Regions from separate parts of the Gossypium hirsutum genome. Here region 1 is linked to region 2. Evidence: chromatin contacts called from public Hi-C data. All regions are on one chromosome and are shown on one strand. The core of a region is the stretch at or near the end of the contact, and the rest is flanking DNA. Distances in the headings are between cores, read along the strand shown.

Region 1 (7,393 bases), core at 3,892-6,391, 76 kb before region 2:
AATCTTTTTGCTAACTCTTGCCATGTGGAAATTGAATTTGGTTGCAATGAATTCAACCAGGTTCGAGCTCTATCCGTTAGCGAATATGGGAATAGCTTCAATCGTAATGCATCTTCGGGTACTCTGGCTAACTTGAAAGAATTGCTCACCTCTATAAACAATCTTAAGTGCAGGTGCGGATCTTCAGTAGGCATTCCACTGAATTGGCATGCTATCTAAAGCATCTGGAACATGACTGGCTTTAGCTCGAACTATTGTACCTTGATTTTGGTCTCCTAATACCCGAATTAAGATCGTGAAACACTGGCACAACATACTGTCTTAGAGCTATATCTTTATCATCAACGATAAGGATAGGATTTTGAATAGGGTTTGCTCTGTTTCCTTGATTCGAATTTTCGAAGTTCATCTCTTCAGTCCTTCTCTGACTTGCTTGTCTTCTTCGCTGTCGAAAAGTTCTTTCAATCTCAGGGTCTACAAGGAGTAAATCGATAATTCGGTCAATACTCATAAACACCTAAAATAAACACAGAAAAAATAATTAAGTTAAAATTGAACAGGAAAATAAACCAAAATGAAAAATTAACAAATTCACAAATAATGACTTTTTAAAACAGTCCCCGGCAACAGCACCAAAAACTTGAAATGACGAAAATATGCAAGTGTACACAATCGCAACAAGTAATAAAGTGACAAGTAAAATTCGAGTTATCGTACTCACAGGGACTGTGAAAAGAATTATTTATGAACGCAATTTTAAAAAATACTTTGGTGAAGAAAAATATTTTGATTTGAAGAAGTGATTAAAAACTAGGATTTAACAAAGTAAATAAATAAAAATAAAATAAAAGTTCCAATGCACGATTTCAAAAGATGATTTTAATCAAGATGACATAATTGTGTTAGATTAGTTACATTTCTTAATTAGAATTATTAAACTCATGTTTATGTTGTTACAAATAAATTCACGGCAACTCGGTAATTTCCTAACTTATGAACATATTCACCTACAAAAATCCATTTATCTCTTAACTATATCTCTATGTCAATTCAACCGATTAAATAAATTTTAATAAGCAAATGCATTAATGCACATACATACTTATAAAATTAAAATAATCTCTTGTACATATCCCTATGCCAATTCAATAAGCACATAAAAGATTACATGGGGTAACAATGTATTTCTACCTTGAAACAGTTTAATTACAATAATCTTACAAGTTATGCAAGGCTAATGTATCGTTAGATACCGTTGCTAATTTAACCCTCAGCTACCTTAGATGATTAAACATGCACTAATTAAGTATTGTGTCAATTAATTACAATTTTAATCCATTTAAATGATTAATTCATTAGCTACCTTAAAATTTCTAATGCAAGAATAACTTAGTCATGGTTTTACTTAATCAAACATCTTACCAAGGCCTATAACAACACAAACACAACTTTAATAAATTAAGTAAACGAAATGCAATCAACCTAACATGAATTAGATTTAAGCCATATTAATTAAATTAAACATATCAACATCACAAATATTTATAGACATGTTCATCATAACAACAACAAAAGTAAAAGGATAGGGAACAAGAATCAAATCCGGTGTTTATCCGTGGCTTGACTAGTTTGCTCCACTCCTCATTCTCTACTTGTTCTTGTCAAACCGAGGCTTCTACGAACACTTGAATGCTGCTCCAAATGGTGGTTGATTGACTCTTTTTCAAGAGGTGAAATCGACAAGGGAATAGGGAAAGGAAATGAAAACAATGGAAGGGAATGAAGAGAGAAAAATGAGAGAAGTGAAGAGATGAGAAGGGTTGAGATGATGTTGAAGTGAGCAGCCAATGGGGTATTTATAGGTTGAGAAGACTGCTAAAAATAGCCAAAATCAGTAGCAAAGACTCCTCCCATGGCCGTCACACATGTGGCATGTTTGATGATTTCAAACATGTTATTTAAGGTAGGGGCAAATCCAAAAAGGCATAAATAGTGGAGGGGTTTGAATGCAATTTGAAGGAGTCTTCAAGGGTCATTTTGCAAGCCAAATAATCAGCCAAGCAAGCTGATTGGATCAGCATGTGGGACGGTTTTGGGCTACCCAGTGCTCAATTGGATTGGTTTTCTCGGTTTAGCTCAATTGGGTCATTTTTCATAATTAATTAATAATAATTTATTTAACCCAAATTAAATTAGATCAAAATTAAAATTCATTATATTATGAATTAATACACATAATTTGGACCGTCTTAGGCTGAAAAATTAATTTGCCTTGATGCTTCAAATTGCTTTTCGGTTTTGCGCTTCTAGCAATGTCTACTGAGTTATTTTTCGCCCTTTTTATAAATTTGTCGAAAATGATCAAAATTAATCAAAATTTATTATAAAATTAAGTAAAATTAAACATGTTCATAATTTAAGTACAATTTAATTATTTTATAATAATTAAATATTTTTTGACAATAATTTTTATCAAAATGCATAAACTTGAGTTTTAAAGGTCATGAAAAAGTGTGTATATTTTCGTGTTTCCAATGGTTTGTGGCTAACTCAAAATTCAAGTAAATCACACCATGAACGTCATAAGTGAATTAGTTCATAAATAGATTCAGAATTAATTCATCTTGAGTCTAGTCTAATGTATCATTCTTCCAATGAATACATCTATGTCTCTACCCGTGGAGTCAACTACTCCGATAGCTAATACTAGTCATCTCCTCAATTGGAATTGTAGATGACATAATAATCATTCTAAATATTTGAATCAAATGCTCATTTTGATTCTTTTACGGGATTACAGACTTGTTTAGATTATCTATTGAAGTAAGTTATCTTTCTCGAAATGTAAAAGTTCTTACAGTGTCACTTATCATCAGTTTGAAATTAGACAATCAATTAACTAATATTTTCTTGTCACAATTTCGCTATGCATACAAAACATGAAAGACAAAAACACGAAAAACATAACAATGAAATGTGAAATTAACTTTATTTATTTATTCATCATTCAAATAAATAGAAAACAATTACATGTTTACTACAATATGAGTACATTTCCTAATAGGTTACTCCTCACCATTCTCACTCTACCAACACGGAAAAACAAGATCTATAAAAGAAACTTACCAAAGCTTGAAGTTTAACTAACTCCAGAAAAACGAAGAACTACCACTTAAAAGAAAGAAAGAAAAAAAGAAGCAAGAAACAAGAAATTTGACTCTGAAAACACTTCAACTATAATAAAACATCATTGGGGTAAAAAAATCAAAAAAATTATAGCGGTTTTTTCAACTAAGGAAGCTTTTAAAACAAGTGACGAAGTACAATCCACATACAATAGACACGTATCCAGCGAAATGACATATCATAAGAGAAACAAACTTTGCCATTTATTGAGAATGAACGGTACCCCATGGCAATCAATGCAAGTGCATGCACAAATAGAAAGGAGAAACAATGCAAACCAAACGTATGTTACATACGCCAAAGCCAAGACAAATCAAATTCAAAAATCCTAACGAACACTTCGAACTTAGTTGACACATAGCAATGTCTAGAGGGAGGTTTTATAACTTCCCTCTGGACTGAAGGTTAATTGTTATACCTTTAAACCCTCGCGCAAAACTCCTCAAGGATTAGGGTCAACACCCTAAAAAATATACCCAGAATGCCACTCCTCGAGAACCAAATCCACACATCGGGAAAACTCCTCATTTTTCACCTTCCGAAGTACTGAATGTGCGAACTCCTCGCCTAACACTTTGCTCAACCACGATATGAGAACCCCTTGCTCTAGGCATACTTGCACATAAACCATGTGTGGACCCCACAAAACCATCATTTATGACACCAATCGCCAGACACTAATTCTTCTAACACGATTGGCAGCTTGTCCAATCGCCACCCTAACAGCCACACCTAAGCCCAAACCTACCATGGTCGACCAACTACTATAATCACCCCCAGTCACCAATAATACTAAGACAGGTGACTCCTCACGATTACAACCCACCTTATATAACCAACAATGACTCCCAAATTTGAAGACTGAATCGCTCTCTCTCTCCTTTATTCCTGACTTTACGCCCTTCTTTTCCATCTACCCTTCTGACCACTGTCCACAATGACTCTCCACATCACATTTAGCTAGGTGAACCATTAGAAACCATCATGATCCTCCCTTGTTGATTCCTACCCTTAACACATGGGAATAAATTTTTTTAATTAAGAAAACATAATTAACTAATATTTTTATTTAATTTTTTTACTAGTTTTATGTTATGACAAAAAAATTATATAACAAATATATTATAAAAAATTAAAATAATAAACAAATGAGGGTTTTAATTGAAATGAAATGATAAATTATTAAATATAATATTTTAGGTTCATATGCAAACTTGTACATTTTGCTATAATTTACTTAAGATGTAAATGACATAAAAGGGATGGAATTGCAAGTGATATTACAATTCAGTGAAAGCTTTAAAAAATAATGATAAAATAATGTAACTTTTTTTTTAAAAAAAATAGAAAAAATAAAACAAAACTTTAATTTTAACCTTTTTTGATAAAGGACTAAAATATTATTTGGTATTCTTTTTGTTTTAATGTTTAATTTGGGACATAAAAAATGCTAGAGTAGCAAACATAACATTAAACTGAAACTCATATGCTTAAATGAGATAAAAAATATTGAAGTATCAAATTGAACAAACTCAGATACTAAATTGATCATTAAAATATTCAAGTACCAAATTAAATATTAAAATATTAGGTACCAAATGGTATACCAAATGGTATACTATCCCTTGTTAAAATATTTCCAATGTTTGACAACTAAAATGAGAGAGAGAAAAAAATACAGAAAGGAAGAAGCTTCTGCTCCACCAAACCGCCACTGCATTCATAAACTTTTAGAGCTTCCTTCGATCCAACACAAGTGAAAAGAAACCGAATTTTTTGTTGCTTCTCGAGAAAATCTGGATCATTATCTCGAGCAAATAAATACTATGAAATTCCCAAAACTCTGGATCCTGTTTCTAGTTCTTCTGGTTACGATCCAATCCAAGTTGGCTTTGGGGGCTAAAGCTCAATATTCATCGAAACAAGCTTGCGTGACGCTGCTTTATGGAGATGGGTTCCTTTTGGGAGTTAGGGTTTTTGAAAGTCGATAAGGGACACTGGATCAACTAAAGAGATGGTTGTTTTGGTCTCCGACGGCGTCTCCGATTACGCCAAGAAGCTTCTCGAGGTTACAATTTGGCGATCCCTTTACTTTTATATTTATTTCCATATTTTCATAGAAAATTACGATCCTCACAGTCGGTTACTTTATAATTTTTTGAAAAAAACCACAAAAATGATATTTATTGATGCTCTGTAATTATTGGCTTTACAGTTAATGCTCTGTTAGTTCACTGACAAAATTTATAAAAAGTCTTGGCATTGCTCTTTCGGCATAATAAACTGAAGTTTGAATTTTTAACATTTGTTTTAACTTCATTTTTCATTTTGCAATGGTGGTTAATTGAGCAGGCTGATGGTTGGATAGTGGAGAATATTAGTTTATTGGTGAATCCAAATCAAGTTCGGCCAAAGAGGTTTTGGGGTGTTTATACCAAATTGAAAATTTTTAATATGACTAACTACAAAAAAGGTAAAACTTCTTTTTTCTGGAGTTCTGTTTATGGTTCATTTTCGTTGGTAGATAGGACAATGGATGGATAGAGTTTTAGCTTATATTTGATGTACTGCAGAGCATAAATTCAATGCGATGTGAATAACATGAGACCATCTAAGTAATGAGCAAATTTAAATGTACAGAAGCCCTCCAAAGTAACTCCAATAAGGTTGGAAAATTTTAAATGAATGTATTTAAAAGTTTGCACCTAATTTGGTAGCAGCTTGTGATTTGCTAACCCATTTATTGCATAAAAGAACACCCGTATCCTGAAAAGTTCTCTTTCTTAAAGAGTAAAATCTAGAACAAGAAATATGTTTCCTGTAAGTATCTTCTATTGGTTTTCTTGCATCTCTTCTATTGTTAGCTATTCTAGTTGTGTTTTAGTCCATTATTCCTTTTATGTTTATGTTTCTTCTGGTGAGTTGCAGTGTTTCACTGTTGGAGTTTGCTTGTGCAGTTGTATATCTTGATGCAGATACTATAGTAGTCAAAAGCATTGAAGATCTTTTTAAATGTGAGAAATTCTGTGCAAATTTGAAGCATTCTGAGAGGCTAAATTCAGGAGTCATGGTAGTTGAACCATCTGAGGCTGTTTTCAATGACATGATGAGCAAAGTGAATACTTTGCCATCTTATACTGGAGGAGATCAGGGATTTCTGAATTCTTATTACTCTGGTTTCCCAAATTCCCATGTTTTTGACCCTAATATACCTCAGGAGGTGTTGAAAGTCCGACCTGTTCCTGAGATGGAGCAACTCTCTACTCTATACAATGCAGATGTTGGGCTTTACATGCTTGCCAACAAGGTACTGTTACATACATTATGATGACAGACTTTTGTGGCTTTCTCTTGTTTTTAGATCACAAGGATTTGTTTCAATTCTTTTCTTTGATTTTCAGGACATCTTTTTCACTATAAAGTGATGAGACTTTATGCAAAAACAAAAAACAGAAACTAAGTTATTATTTTCTGATAAGTATCCTGATTTCTTGATGTCTTCTTTCTCAGTGGATGGTAGATGAGAGTGAACTTCATCTTGGCTATTAAAACTGGTTGATGTCTGGCAGGTATATCGACTCATTGGCAAATTTATATTAAAAGCTCTGAATGTTAGGACAACTGCCAAATGTGATTTATTTGCTAATTCTGTAGAATGTTAGGGAACGACTTGAAGAAACCCTCATTGGTACTGGAGGAGGCAAAAATCCGAATGATGAGCTTTTGGTCAAATTCCTTTCCTGTTACCTTTCTGTGTTCTTGTCTTTTGTTACTATCGTTCTTTTCTTCAGGTTAGTGGATACAAATTATTTTACTTTTTCTAAATCAATGCATAGATGTGTGCTGTCCTGTTCCCAAACCATATCAGTTTTTTGGTGCAGACAGGGGGCTCTCTTTTCAGAACTTCATTATGCAATCACATCAGACACCTTTACTTCATAATTAGATCAAGTGGAACAGTTGCTTACAGTGGTGTATCTTCATCATCTAACATTAATGTTAATAATCCAGTTAGGTTCCTTCATCTTTTAAGCTGAATTCTTTCTGGTTCATAATCAGTCTATGGAAATATGCTGTGAATTGTTATTTCTTCTCTTCTTTTTTTTTTTGATGTAACGTTATCCTGTTTCATAATGGTTCACAGACCAAGGTGCCTGTCTACCTGGGTGGCATTTCTGTTTTTGTATGTTTTATGGCTGCTGTGGTG
Region 2 (7,274 bases), core at 1,729-4,228:
GAGTTGCTCAAGTGCTTTATGCAAAGTTTCATAGTTGAACTCCACTGTAAAACCATAGGAAGTATAAAATCAATATAAAGAAACTAATTTCAATGTTATCCAGACACTTTTTTTGAAGATTACACATAGTTAAGAATTGTACCTTTCTCAGAAGGCAAAATGCTTTCTATGCATTGTTCATACTCTTCTGTGTATTGTGTGGAGAGTAGACCCCAGGTGTTCCTCAACTCAGCAAATGACATCCTAGCAATTTGACTTGCCGGTTGGTTCTGATCAGGTTTTGGGGCTGTTACTATTGCTATCTCTGCCAAAATGGCAGATGAATCAACAACTGTGCAAGTAAGATCAAAATCAGAAAATATCATAAGATGATCTTGTTCAGGGTCATGCTGCTTAGTCAGAGGAGCAATAGTAGGCTGTGTAAGAGGTTGACTATAGAAGAACTCTATTTCAAGTTTCATTGCCTGGTGGTAAAGTTTCTCAATGATGTTTAGTTCCTCGCCAGTCAAAGGGACACTAAGTTTATCCAGCAAGTCTTCGGTTTGCAGAGCTGATGCCTAAATTCAAAGAATCAATAGTTGAGCTGTGCGATTTGAAGGGAAATTTATTTAAAGATTTTAGCTCTGAGACTACAATCAAGTTGACCACTAAAAACAATGAATGTAATCAATACCATACCTGAAAACTTTCAGAAGAATAATTCTCAATCCACTTTTTGTATGGGTGGTTGTGCTCATAGGGTTCTAGAAGTCTCTGGAACTCCTTGCCCAAGAAGGCATACAGCCTCATGCAAGGCGTCATGGCACCTAGAGTGTAAGCTGCAATTTTTGTTTTCTCAAATGGAGTGGCGAGTTTTCCTGGAGCTTTTAGTCCTTCAACCTTCCCAGAAGCTGTTGCCAGCAAGAATTCTGTATACTTCAAAGTTGCAGAATTGACAGGGCTCTCGTTGACACAGTCAGAACCCCATTCCTGCAGAACTCCAGCATTCAGACCAATAACATACCCTTTAACAAGACAAGAACTAAAGAGACAAGAACTAAAGAGACACTCAGATTATTAAGTGACCTATCTTAGAGAGCTAAGAAGCCTTACAATTTGTTTTAAGATAGTAATTCAGACCAATAAGTGACCCATCTTAGAGAGCTAACAAAGCAGATAGTAATTATTCAATTAAAAAGTATGATTAATTCCTCAAGTCTCTTTATAAGATTTCTCTGACTGATGGATTACTGGAATTATAATATCAAAGTCCAACCCTCATCCAATTGGAAATTGTCATCCATGTAGAAAACTGCACATTTCACACGCTAGCCATCTATATCGTCAGAAAGAAAGAATCAAAAGGAAAATGATTTCCAAGCAATGTACAAAAACTCATGCATAAAGTTCTATTGGAGATGATATCATATGCCAGTTGGACCTATGTTGACATCTCCTAGACACCAATATATCAAATACTTGGTGATCAGATGTTTTATAAAATCTCTAAGCAATGGCAAAGGATGAGATTTAATTTCCATTTTTTATCTTAACTTTCCAATAATTGAGCATTTACTAAGCAATGGAAAAGAAGAATCCTTTTACCATACCTGTACAAAAGAATTATGCATTTTTAGCTCCTCTAATATACCCTTCCTTAACTCTGAGATCGCTAACTTAGCATCATCATCATCAGCACAGTCTTCTGCCAATTCATATCTACAACCCAGATCAGAAAAAAACAAGAAATCAATTACGGACCTACATAAAAACAACACAAGGCAGTTCTAACTAAAACTAGCTAAGAGAACAAAATATTCTTTTAACTTACCACTACATGTCAATTTAAATTCTGGAAACTGAAACTCACCTCAAGCAATATAATTACTTTTTCCCCAAATAATAACCATATAACCCTCCAATTGGTTGCTGAGAAAGTTGACACAAAGAAAAGAAAATAAACATCGGAATAATTACTTAAGCAACCAAGTGGCAATTAGAAATTAAAGTTACATTCATCTTCTTCTCCTACACTTTCTCAGCAACCAAAACTAGGAAGCGGGTTGAAGTTAGCTATAACAATCTCATTATAGAAATGTAACTCTCAGACATGAACAGAGTTGCAAAAAAAGGACGATCTCGATCTCAAACTCTCACTTTTCGCAACCCAACAAGTCAAAGCAAAAACCATGATCATTTCCTTCAAACAGAATATCAGCAAGGATGCAGAAGCATGCACCAATAGGACAATACCAAAGGATAAAATGGTTATGCCTATTCTTCAATTTTCGTCAATTTTCAATTCGATGCATCTAAACACGGGCAAAAATCAATCTCCATAAACAAAATCTAAGATTGTGATTTCAATTCCCTTCCATCTTCTTATATAAGCAACTATACAATAATACAAAATAAGCAAATAAATCAAACAAAAAAGAAAAAAAAATGCATATAAACCCAAAAACACATTCGCCAAAACAAATAAAACCCAGAATGAAAAATCCATCAAAAAGGCGAAATAAAAACAAAGCGAAAAAAAAAGGACTCACGCATGAGCAAAGGCTTTGAGAAAGTGTACATCTTGGGCAATATAATGACGAAAAGTTTCGATCTTGAGAGACCCAGAAGCCAAACAAAGAGCAAAAGGCGAGTAAAGAGAAAGCACGGATTCCCTACGATACTTGATCCAGAACCTTGTCGCTAGACGCTCCTCTGAGGGGATAACAGCAGCAGCCGAGGACTTTGGAAGGATCGCCATTGGATTGGACGATCTCCAAGTAGGTGGAGGTGGCGATGAGCAGACTGGGCGGTGGGATCGGGCGAGTCGGAAGAGAGTTGGGATCGGGTGGGGAGAAGAAGAAAAGAGTAAGCGCATCAAGGAAAGAGAAGAGGGGAGATGGCAGTTGCTTTTGGTAGTAATGGCGGAGGAAAGGAGCGGAGAGTGTGTGAAAAGGGAGGGAATGTGTTTTATTTTATCTATTTGTTTTGATGTGAAAAAGGAAATTGTTTCTTTAATTTATTATGGACATTTATACTACATATCTATAATTTTATCTGTCTGTACCATATTTAGTATTCTTTTTTATTGTTTACTTTTTTTCTTCTCAATTCGCAACTAGATAAAACCCCCAAGCTTTTTCATTTGATTTTCAATATGGATCTTAGTTGTGAATAGCATTTCGATAAAGATTATTATTTGTATTTGATGTGTCATAAGACATAATATAATCTGCTCTTGTAGCATGTTCTATTAAAAATATTCTTTTTCATTTCTTTCCTCCGGTTTGATTAGGATTTTCTTTATGGAAAGCAAAATTGCTGGTCTTACTACTAACGGTGGTGAAGAAGAGGCCTGGCAACTTAATTTGGAGGAGGATGAATTGGTTTCTAGTTATGAGTTTTGTTTCTTTGGATGCCTTCTCTTGAGTGTTTTTCAATCAATACTCACTACATTGACAAATATTTGGCATCTATTAGGAGGTGTTTTTATCACATATTTGGGTGAGAAGCATTTTCTCTTCCAATTTTATTATGAGGTGGATATTGATAGGGTGGTAAATGGGGGTTTATGGACGTTCAATAACCACCTCCAGTAACTTATAGATTGGAGGATGGCGAGGATCATTTGCAAGTTTCACTATATTTTGTAGATTTTGGGCTGAAGGTTCATGATCTTCCCCGTGGCTTAATGTCTCATGTCATGGCAAGACAATAAGGAATTTCATTGGGAAGTTTATTGATTTTAATGCAAAGTCTATTTCTCGTGAAATTCGAAATTTAATGCTTATTCATTTAAGAGTGGATGGTCGTAGTTCGTTGAAAAATGAAAAAATTTTGTTGTTTTGCAAAAATGTTAGCTTTATGCTCATTTCCAATATGAGAATCTTATGCTTTATTGTTTCTTGTGTGGACAACTTGGCCATGGTAAAAGTTTCTGTTTGATTAAAATTATTCATAAAAGTAGGGTGCTAGTTATGGAATGAGGTATTTTACTTAAGGAAACTCTCTAGTGTACAATGGCTTCTACGAGTTGTTGGCTAAGGGAGGAAGGTGCAACACCCTATACCTTGTTGGAACATTTTTAAATATTTATAGTATCCTAATAACTATAAATGAATGTGTGTAATTAATCAAAAGATAAAATTTTTGGTCATTGGTCAAAGTTATATCATTTGATTTTTTAAAAAAGAATTATAAGTATTCAAAAAATATTATTTGAATAGTTACAAAATTAAATGAATAATTATTATTTATTTATTCATAAATACACCTATTGAAAGATGTCTCTATGAAGAGACATGAAAATTCCTATAAATAGGAATGGGATTTCATTTGGAAATCATATCAACAAATTCTAATATTCTTTCTTTCCTTCCTTCATTTTCTAATATTATTAGATTATTCTATAAAGTATTACTGCAGAAATCCTTTGTAGAAATTGAGTTTTTGTTATACATTGCTCAGTGCATAGTGGACTATTCTCGTCAGTGCAAAACGCAAATAGTCATTGGCTTCATTGTATCCTCGAGGTTAATTTGCTTGGAACTCATTTGCACACCGAAGGTAGGTGGGGGCGAATATAACCTTAAAGATAGTGGCTTGATACACGCCTTGGAGCCTGTCCTATTTCTTCTTTTTCTGTTTGAGTTTCGATCGTGTGTTCGAGATTTTCCTTACCAGAGTTTTGAACTAACAATTTTAAGGTTATAATTCATTATGACTACCACAACACATGAAAGTGGAACACTAAGGGAGTTGGCTTCTAAATTTGTTAAACTTGATCGGTTTGATGGTGGCAATTTTCGACGATGGCAGAAAAAGATGCACTTCTTATTATCAACTTTGAAGATTGCTTATGTTTTGGATACTCCAAGACCTGAAGAGAATGAAAACAAATCTGTTGCTGCAACCCGAGAAAGACAAAAATGGGACAATGCTAACTACATGTGCATGAGCCACATATTGAATGGTTTATCTGATGGTTTGTTAGACACCTACCAAAATGAGGTCACCGCTAAAGAATTATGGGACAAATTGGAGGCAAGATACATGACTAAAGATGTTACAAGTAAGAAATTTCTTGCCAATCGTTTCAATAATTATAAAATGGTTGATGGTCGTTCTGTTATGGAACAATTTCGTGATATTGAAAAGATGCTGAATCAATTTAAGAAATATGATATGAAAATGGATGAAATGATTGTGGTATCCACCATAATAGACAAACTTCTTCCATCTTGGAAAGAATTTAAAAGAAGTCTAAAACATAAAAAAGAGGAAATATCTCTTGAGGCTTTGGCAAATCATCTTCGTATTGAAGAAGAGTATCGAAAACAAGATTAGAACCTAAATTCTGAAAATGCCAAAGTACATGTTACGGAGGAAGTACAGACTACTAAACCATTCAAGAGAAAGTTCAATCAGACTGATAGAGCACCTAAGTTCAAAAAGAAACAAAAGGGTTCATGCTATCATTGTGGAAAGCCGGGACATTTCAAGAATGAATGTTGATTTTTAAAGAAGAAATCATCTTCTAAGGCTGATAATAACGAAAAGTTCGTTGCAATGATATCTGAAATTAATGTGGCACAAGATGATAATACATGGTGGATTGATACCAGAGCAACCAAACATGTCTGCAACGACAAAAGCATGTTCACAATGTTCACACAATGTGAAAATGACAATGTCTTGTACATGGGAAATTCTTCCACCGCAGCAATTAAAGGCAAAGGGTCTGTTGAACTACAATTCGCTTCTGGAAAGGTTTTAACCTTAAATGATGTATATTATGTACCAGAAGTTAGGAAGAATTTAGTGTCTGGAAGTTTGTTGAATAAGTTTGGTTTCAAACTTGTTTTTGAGGCAGATAAGTTTATTTTGTCTAAGGGAGGAATTTTAGGGGGAAAGGGTATATGTATGAGAGCATGTTCAAACTCAATATTATTAATAAGAATAAAAATACTATTTCTGCTTATATGGTTGAATGTTTTTTTTTTGTGGCATTATAGATTAGGTCATTTGAATTATAAAAAATTGAATGACATGTATAAATTAGATTTAATTCCTGTTTTTAATAATAATATTGAAAAATGCAATACATGTATGTTGACTAAAATTACAAGAAACCATTTCCCTAAGGTTAAAAGGAAAAAAAATTGCTTGATTTGATACATAGTGATTTATGTGACTTACATAATACTCCTACATTAGGTGGAAAGAAATATTTTGTTACTTTTATTGATGATTGTTCTAGATATTTCTATGTATATTTATTGCATTCAAAAGATGAAGTGCTTGATAAATTTAAAGTTTATAAATCTGAAGTTGAACTTCAGTGTGAATCATTTATCAAGTGCTTAAGATCGGATAAAGGTGGAGAATACTATAATCCAAGTTATTTTGAAGTAACTGGAATTGTCCATCAAGTTTTAGCCCCTTACACACCACAACAAAATGGTGTAGCTGAAAGAAAAAATAGAGTCTTGACTGAAATGGTAAATTCAATGTTATCATATTCAGGTCTTGGACAAGGTTTTTGGGGAGAAGCTGTTCTAACAGCTTGTCATATATTGAATAGAGTTCCTAATAAGGAAACATAAATAACCCCCCATGAACAACGGAAGAAAAGAAAACCAAACCTTAATTATTTGAAGGTTTGGGGTTGTAGAGCTACTGTAAAAGTTCCAACACCTAAACGTAAAAAGTTAGGTGAAAGAGGAATTGAATGCATATTTATAGGTTATGCACATAATAGCAAGGCATATAGGTTCATGGTAATTGAACCAAATGATTCAATTTCAATTAATACTGTTATTGAATCAAGAGATGCTATTTTTGATGAAAATAGATTTAATTCTATATCAAGATAATTACAACCACAACAATTGATTCATTCTTCAAATAAGAATGAGATTCCATTGAAACAAATTGATAATAATGAAAAATCTTGTCAAGAATTAAGAAGAAGTAAAAGGATTAAAAATGTCAAAGATTTTGGACTAAATTTCATTATGTTTCTTGTAGAAGGAAAAGGTGAAAGTATATGCAATAAGGTACCGTATTGTTATAATACTGAATCTGATCCTATTACATTTGAAAAGGCAGTGAAATCTCAAGACTCTGCTTTTTGGAAAGAAGCAATAAATGATGAGATAGATTCAATAATGAGAAATCAAACTTGGATCTTAGTTGATCTTCCACCATGTTCCAAACCAATAGGTTGTAAATGGATCTTCAAAAAGAAAATGAAGGTCGATGGAACCATTGATAAATTTAAAGCAAGGTTGATAGCA

What was found. A called contact is a pair of places that touch in the nucleus more often than the background predicts.
Region 1: a Hi-C map of leaf shows a contact between it and region 2, with 1.5 times the contacts expected there. The contact joins the enhancer-like site here to the promoter of LOC107928752 in region 2. A contact is called at or near these places in 4 of 34 Hi-C or Micro-C datasets (anther, hypocotyl and leaf).

The regions. Positions count from the first base shown.
Region 1 is chrD11:56,719,104-56,726,496 of Gossypium_hirsutum_v2.1, reverse strand. It overlaps the pseudogene LOC107928715. Among protein-coding and RNA genes, the nearest start is that of LOC121223833, 3.8 kb to the left of the region's middle. Within about 2 kb of position 5,141, at least 6 of the 9 cell types and tissues checked have an H3K27ac peak or open chromatin away from gene starts, as enhancers often do.
Region 2 is chrD11:56,641,299-56,648,572 of Gossypium_hirsutum_v2.1, reverse strand. It overlaps LOC107928752 (bifunctional TH2 protein, mitochondrial), which reads right to left and starts at 2,978. Exons shown (of 6, transcript XM_016860008.2): 1 at 2,529-2,978; 2 at 1,590-1,698; 3 at 679-969; 4 at 143-557; 5 at 1-44. The coding sequence starts at 2,854.